Regions from separate parts of the Mus musculus genome. Here region 2 is linked to region 1. The links are chromatin contacts, called in public Hi-C maps. All regions are on one chromosome and are shown on one strand. Each heading gives the region's core, a stretch centred on a gene start, on an enhancer-like site or on the middle of the called end of the contact. The rest is flanking DNA. Distances are from core to core; before and after follow the strand shown.

Region 1 (3,903 bases), core at 482-2,981:
TGTAGTGGGTGAAGGATGGATGGTAGCTGAAGAGTTAAAGGAAAATATACAGATTTCCTAACAGGGACCTGCCTTGCAGAAGGCCAGAGAATGGATGTCCTTTGGAGGCAGGGCCTTTGCACAGGACTGAATGTGGAGGAGGAAGGATGTGGCTCCCGAGGCTACTCTCAGAGGCAGGTATGTTCTGAGAGAAGAGGAGGAGAGGATGCCTCAGGGAGACAGGATGCTGCCTGGCCCGAGGTTTCCCTCCTTGAGGCTGAAGCCAGTCACCATCCCTGAGGCACAGGGTGACCTCTCTCCTAGTGTACAGACTTCAGGGACATCAAAGCTTCGTGTGGCTGTGCCGAGACAATTGGCATGTTTTAGTTTCTGGAAGGAAGCTGCCTTGTGGCTCAAATGCATCTTTTCCCTACCTCATGTGACACATGTGACACCCTGCCCCCAAGTTAGTGTGTGATCTGACCCTGAGGACTCCCCTATCAGGAATAACAAAAGGGAGAGCCTGTCTGTGGCGGGGACCCAGTAGGTTTTACTTTCTCTTGTGCTTTTAGACCTACATCTGATGCTTTGCAAAAATGTCCAAGCTCAGAGACTATCAATAGCTATGGCACACTGACTGCTCACCATGTGACAGGCCCTGGCTGTGAATGACAGTCTCTAGGAGTACTGGTCTCTGTATCTCACTACTTTACCGACACGATCATCAGCTTCAGGACATTAACCAACTTGGCACACTTCAGGAAAAGGAAGAGCTGGAGTCTGCTGGAAGGGGTGTGATTCTAGAGTGTTTGTTAACTACGTGTGGAAAGAGACAGCACATCATGTAATTTGTCAAAATATGGCTCATTGGACCTTGTTGAAGAAGTAAAAGAAAAGACAGGTTGAGCTAAAGGTGAGGCGAAACGAGGGTCCCCAGCGTGTCCACAGCCTGAGAGGGAACATGGCACACTTTGATTTGAAGGTGGTCCTCAGCCTCCAGAGCCACCGGGGAGTTCATATCTGTTGTGCATCCCATTCATGGGCCTTGGTTATATTAGCTCAGAAAACAAATACAGTGGATACACAGATGCCACTGTCCCCTGGCCTTCGGCCTTAGCCAAGAACCTTGTGATATGGCCTGGGCTACTTTCCAGCTCCCTACCCACCTGTTTGCACAAAAGGAGACTTTGGGATGCCTCTATCTCACCCCAGCTGGACCACCCACCCTAGATCATGCTGGGGACTGGGGCAGCAGGCACTTTTGTGTGTGTGTGTGTGGTTTGTTTTTGCTTTTGCTGGGAAATGATAAAGGCTTTGGGAAGAAATGATATTCTAGGAAGAAGGAGGTTGCTGTTGACAGAGTGAGGGACACGTGGCACTTCTCCAGAGAAAGAGCTCAGGCCAAAGAGGGAGGAGGCCATGGCACATGGTGCCCTTGCACCTGTCTGTGTGGTGCCGGAACTTGAGGGCACAGGAGGAGAAACTACAGTGTGCTGTTGCCTTTGTGCCTGGCTGTTTCCACACAGGCTTGGAAAAACAAATAGAGCAGAATATCTGGCCTTTGAGATGGTGACGCTGTAGCCTGTCTCTACCATGGGAAGCCAGCATTGGCATGGGGTGGGGGGATAGGGGTGGCTTCCTTACAGAATGAGAGCCCTGAAGTGGCTTTCCTGTCTGTGCCCCTAGCATGCTCACTCCTATTTCCTGCCCCCCTCTGAGTCTCTTCGCTCAGAAGAGGTGGCAGGACAGTCACCCTTCCTGGCTGTGGATAGAGGGCCACTTGTAGCCTGCACACTGGGGACATTGTTTAAGATGGTGTCACCTCTGTAAAAATATTGGTTCTGTAGTAGTGCCAAGATTTCTGAGTTATCTCCCAGCCAGCACTCCTTGTACAAATGCAGCCTTCCTTCAGACAGGTTTAATCAGTGCGAAAATGTTCCTGGGGCTGCTGGACACCTCCTCTCTGTGCTTGCCTGTCACCATCAGCCACCAAGTAGCAGCCACATGAAGCTGTTCACGTGGGGGCAAAAGAGTTCTTCGTCTAAAAAGCTGAGAGAAGCTCACCCTTGCTGCCTCCCACTAGTTAACAGTTAACTAACCTTTAGGGAATATTGTCTGTCAATGAAATTTGTAAAAGTTTCCTGGCTACTCAAGGGGACTCTGTCTTCAGCAGAGCCTAAGGCTCTGAGAGTCCCATGAGCAAGGTCAAGGTTATGAGCCGCAGGCTTGGAGGGGCAAGCAAGAGTGTTGTAATTCAGAGGCTCTCAGCAAACCCTCCAACCAGTTTTCATAGAATAATTTGATACAGCTATCCAACTGTTAGAAGACACAGATGGGGGGGGGGGGGGAGAAATTGTTTCTGCCTGTATCCATTTGAGATTAGAGAACGTTGTTTTTCAAGTTCTGCAATTGAATAAGAAGATCAAAACTAATTTAGAGTGCATTAAAAAAAATCTGAGCATGGACAGAAGTGAGTGAGAAAACACGCCAAAGTCTGGAATGTAACAGATTTATTTATTAATGTATAATAATGACTGTTAATTATTGTATAATAATAATTGTTATTATAAAGCAGAAAAATATTTACTCAATGTGGCCAAATTAAGAAGAAGGACAAAGAGATCCAGAGGCTGCTGCTTCCTCAAGTCCATCTTCCAGGTCCTCACATGAGGATACAGCTCATATAGAAGGTAAGAGACATTGCAGCTAAGCAGCAGTCCCATTGAGGTGTGGTCCCACCACCATTGACCCAACGTTGTCCGGGCTTTGGTTGCTTCCTGTAAAGGGTCTGATAAGTTGTAAATGTCTTTGGGCAGAAATACGAGTAACTGATTTGTCACGGTGTATGAAGGATGGCAATTCAATAAAGCTGTTAATTCTGTCTTTCCCCATTCGGGTCTCCAACTCCTATGTAGCAGAGGCTGAGGGTTACCTTACACTTTGGCTCCCTGTCTCTACCTGAGAACTGGGACTATAGACTTGGTTGCTGTGGTGCTGAAGCTCAAGCCCAAGGCACCATGTATATTGGCAAGAATTCTACAAACTGAGCTACAGCCGAGCCTCCTCTTTATTACTGAAAGCCTTGTAAATGGCAGTTTCAGATCATGCATTTTCTCAGAGAAGTTAACAGACACACAGTTGGAGTCAGAGTCTGGGGAGTTCGTGTCTGGGTTTGTGGCTTCTCTACTGGCTTACTGTGTGAGGTTGGTCAAAGCCATGAACCTCTCTGGGGGCTCTCTGAATACTGTTATTGGCTGATTTGTAGGTGATGGATAAAATGAACAAGCTAGCCCTTGAGAAAAGAAAGGTCTCACAGACTTGGCCTGAAAGCAGTAGAAGAATAGGATTCACTTTCTGCTGATTCCCTTGCCACTCATTCTGGACCCTTCTCAGGACTGACGTTTGCAATCTGTGATGGGAAGCCACGCTGGAATTGGCTTGTTACTCAAAAATATTGCAAGCAAATATTAGCTCAAGATAAAGCAACACGAACAACACACAGGCCAGTTTACCCAGAAAAACAAAATCTCACTGTGTTTTCAAATGATAGTATGTGATTGCTTCCAGACTCATGCTTACACCCAGTTTTGTGGCAGCAAGATCATGCCTTGGGAAATTAAGGCCGGGTGAGGGGCTAGGGCTGGGGGTGGGGGAGTGAAGGGGGTGGTGGTGTCCCAGGCTAGCTTTGCCATTATGTAGGGTCTGTGTTCTAAAAAAAAAAAATCTTTGTTCCTGATAAGGTACTTGTTAGAAAAACGGGGACTAAATTTATTGTTGGCATTTGGGGAGCCAATTTCCATGCTGTAGCGCTGGAACTCGGAGCTGGGGAAGTGTACTTGAAGCCAAAACTGGCTTTGTGGCTCTGCTTGCGTCCGCTCAGCACCACCTGCCTCCAATCAAACTGTCCAATTACACGAGACATTT
Region 2 (3,903 bases), core at 948-3,447, 590 kb after region 1:
TACTCCTCTATGGGACTGCCAATATACCAAATGATCTCAGCGTTCTCTCAGCTTCCTGGTATGCTGTGAATATCGGTGCAGCCATCTCTACTTACTGCCTTCATGATGTGTTCCCAAGTTTCCTCTGATTCTGTGCAGGTGCCCCTCTCTTTAGTTGGTAGAACACTTGTCTAGCATGCACAGGCCATATCAAGGCAAGTGCCTCAGCAAGTCCATGGGATATCTGTGGGTTTTAGGAAGGCTGTAGATAGCATCGGGATGGTATTCATGAGAAGAGTAGGAAATGATAGCCAGAGGAAGAGTTCAGCTTCAAGAAGGCTCAAGGTATCCTGGTTTATTTTATTGGCTGCTTAGAAATCTCGGTTATCCCTTCAGAAAAGGATCCAGGCTGTTTTGAGAGGTCAGACTTTCAATACTTCCCATCTCTAGACTTGAACATGAATAATCATGAGTGTGCTTCTTTCCAGAAGATACATGAACTTGAACCAACTCAGTGTAGACCAGAATATCCCTTACAACTCTGTCCACCAAGGTCTCAACTCCAAGTGGCTATCTAGCCATACATTGGTCAAGCAGGGTGGCATCAAGTCTTTGAAATCTATTATATGTGTAAGAATGATTTTTTTTTTTCGGGGAGGGGTTGGAGATGTAACTCAAAGAGTACTTGCCTATCATATATAATGCCCTGGGTTAGGTCCTCACAACTACAAAAACTGGGCATAGTGGTGTAAGCTTGAAATCCTAGCTCATTGGCTATGGAGAAAGGAAGGTGAGAAGTTTAGGGTCATCATTGAGTTGACAGACAGCCTGGGTTATATGAGATCTTTGCTCAGGACAAAAATACGAGAAGAAAGAAAGAACAAAGAGAGGGAGGAAAGAAAGAAGGAAAGGAGAGGAGAGAAGAGGAAAGGAGAGGAGAGGAACCTCTTATGCAGTCTTCCTGCGATGCCCTGGCTGGTCTGGAACTACTTACCATGTAAACCAGATTGGCCTTAGATTTGCAATAGTCCTCCTGCTTCAGTCCTTTGAATGCTGAGATCACAGGTGTGCGTCAATGAACATAGCTCTTATATCTGGTTAGCTTAGAGTCTTGACCTTTGACTTTTCAATGTGCCAAGCCAAACATGCATGCATACATGCACGCATGTACACAGATACACAGATACACACACTGCACTCATGTTCCATCCTACAGTCTGAGAGCATTCCATGTGAAGGAAGCCATGTGCTGGAGGGATGGCTGCTCTATTTTATTTTCTTCTCTAGATCACATGAGAAAATGCATTGAAATAATTTTTAAATTATAAAAATACTGTAGGTGTATCAAGTATGTCTATAAATGCACACATATTTCTACACAAGAATAAGTGCTGATCCCCTAGAATTCCTAATATCGTGTGCCTCCTATTAAAGACCTGGCATTTCTTAAGGGTTCTGATGGATAGGAATACAATGTATTATAAGTCATTAGTATATTCTGGTAATGTTTCATAGAAACAGACAGTCACACACATACATGCACACAGGCTACTGGTCCCTTTGGGGGATGTTTGCTCAAGAGTCTGAGCTTGGCTGGGCCCATGCTGTGTCTCAGGGCTGCCTTACACAGGTGCGAGTGTAGGCGGCAACTGATTTTCTAAGGGAGAAAATGATAAAGCAAGCAGGAAAAAAAATCAGAAAAACAACTTTGTTTGATCTTGGTTCCAAAATAATAGCTTGAGCAGAAGAGGGTGAAAGTGAGGTTCTTGGGTGGCTGAAGCGATGCTGGGAGAGGAGGAAGAGGGCCAGAGACACTAGAGAAGAATCTGAAGCAGAGGGAGGGCCTGGCAATGCCCACCTCTCATCATGACTTGGCCCGTGTTTGGCTCACAGAGTCTCATCACATGAACTAGCACGCATTAGCATGAGTGCAGAGCTGCCCTGAAAGATGGTAGGAATGTGCTTCTGCTCAATGGAGGCCCCAGGCCTCTGCTGCAGTCTTTTCTTTCACCTTTGTACTTTTGTGGCTCCAAACTGCAAGGAGTGGAGCTCAGCCACCGGTTTTTCCATTGGTGGCTCAGCTTCTGTGAGCTACGCAGCTAAAATCCACTTCTGTCTTGTTGTCAAACAGTAATCAGCTCCTGTGCTCGGCTGATGGGAGAGGCAGGAGAGGGCTGAAATGGGCTGTCCTCCTGGGAAAACGGGGTGGGGTGGGGGGTGGGATAAAATCCTTCCCAGGGCAGAATGTGAGAACACAGCCCAGGGCTTTCCATGACCTCTGAAAGCCTCTTCTGCCTGCAAACATTGAGCCCCAATCTCTAATCAATTAGCTAACTAGCTCCCCCTTTTGACATTTTCTTACAGATAAAAAGTGCACAGTGCCTTGGTGAAGCAGGGGGTGCTAAGCTAGGACATAAATCCCTGTCGTTGTTAGGAATCAAAATACAGGGATACAGTATAACCCATCTCCATGCAGTGTGCAGCAATCATCCTTTTAATGACACGTGATGTTTCAGAGCCATTTTTTTTTTAATTTACTTAGGGATATTTTGAAAGAGCCTGACAAGAAAAGGTGACAGACATCTAAAACACTAGTGAAAAGTCACTTCTGAAAGAATTAAAGTCAGCATGCATTTAATCACGGATACAAATAAGATCCCACCACACCCACCCAAGTCATTTATTTTACATACTGCTGACGTCCTTATATTATTTATTCTGAGTTTGAAATTTCATTTAATCTACTTTTTTTTTTTTTTTTTACTTTTATCTTCAGCCAGAAACAAAGAGCTAAGCCAGAATGACAAGAGATTTTTTTTTTCCCCATCACAAGCAGTCATGTTTGGTGTGCTTCTTCAGGCTAAGTTCAGAGCAAGCAGAGGTCACTGTGTGGTGTTCACATTTTAGAGGCCGAAAGGGGAGAAGAAGTAATCATGCCGAGGTGCTGTGACGAGGTCTCACACTCTCTGTAAGTCAGTTTCTAGTTGCATATTTGAATCATGAAGGGAATATTTTTAAATAAATCTTGGTGTTTGGCCTCAATCTTCAGGACTTTGTTATCTGAGGTCTAGCCTCATGTCAAAGTTCCAGAGCAGACACAAATACACGTCAAATACAAGTCCATCATTGGGGAACCATTTGCCAGCTCACTGCCTAATACTGCCCTCAGACCATCTTCTGGCTCTCATCATTTGCTCTGATCCTTGTTTTGCACCCACCTGGATCATCCTTGGCCTCCATGGCCTCATCTTTACATGTTGCTAGCACTGTGCTTGCTGTGGCTAGCAAGCCAGTGCAAGCATGTGATAGCATCTTCACCTTGATCCTTCACGGACATGGGAGTAAAGCCTCAGTTCTGTTGGGAAGGGCTACACTTTGTGCCAGAAACAACAAACATTGATTTCATCATATTTCTAGAAGCTGGAAGTCCATGGTCCACTGTGGGCAGGGCTGCTTTTGGAGCTAGTCTCCTTGGCTTCTAGCAGCTGCTCACCCAGTGTCTTTACATGGTCTTCCCTCTGGGAGACCACGTCCTCAGGTCATCCAATAATAAATGCAAGCACAGAGGATTCAAATGTATGCTAGGTAACTCATTTAAATTCTGAATTTATGTATGATGGCATGTTTCTATGTGTATGCACTAATGCATGCACACACAGGTATAAGTATGTGTGTGTATATAGGGACCAGAGGAAAACCTCAGAAATTGTCCCCCAGGTGCCATTCATCATATTTTGAGACAGGGTCTCATACTGGACTGAGGCTGACTGATTAGGCTAAACTGGCTGGCCATGGAGAGCCTATGAATCCTCCTATTTCCTGATTGTAGGTGTTACAAATGGATATTACCATCCTGGCTGTTTCAATTTTACCAATAAGTGCTGAGAACTGAGCTCTGATTTTCATGCTTGCAAAGGAATCTCT

What was found. A called contact is a pair of places that touch in the nucleus more often than the background predicts.
Region 2: a Hi-C map of liver shows a contact between it and region 1, with 4 times the contacts expected there. The contact joins two enhancer-like sites. A contact is called at or near these places in 5 of 484 Hi-C or Micro-C datasets (all in liver) and 1 of 115 datasets of contacts at active chromatin or transcription factors (liver).

Annotation. Positions count from the first base shown.
Region 1 is chr12:25,231,435-25,235,337 of GRCm38.p6, forward strand. No RefSeq gene overlaps it. Among named protein-coding and RNA genes, the nearest start is that of Gm36441, 24 kb to the left of the region's middle. Within about 2 kb of position 1,732, at least 43 of the 459 cell types and tissues checked have an H3K27ac peak or open chromatin away from gene starts, as enhancers often do. A contact at or near this core is called in liver, where this site is marked.
Region 2 is chr12:25,824,799-25,828,701 of GRCm38.p6, forward strand. No RefSeq gene overlaps it. Among named protein-coding and RNA genes, the nearest start is that of Gm29835, 150 kb to the right of the region's middle. Within about 2 kb of position 2,198, at least 3 of the 459 cell types and tissues checked have an H3K27ac peak or open chromatin away from gene starts, as enhancers often do. A contact at or near this core is called in liver, where this site is marked.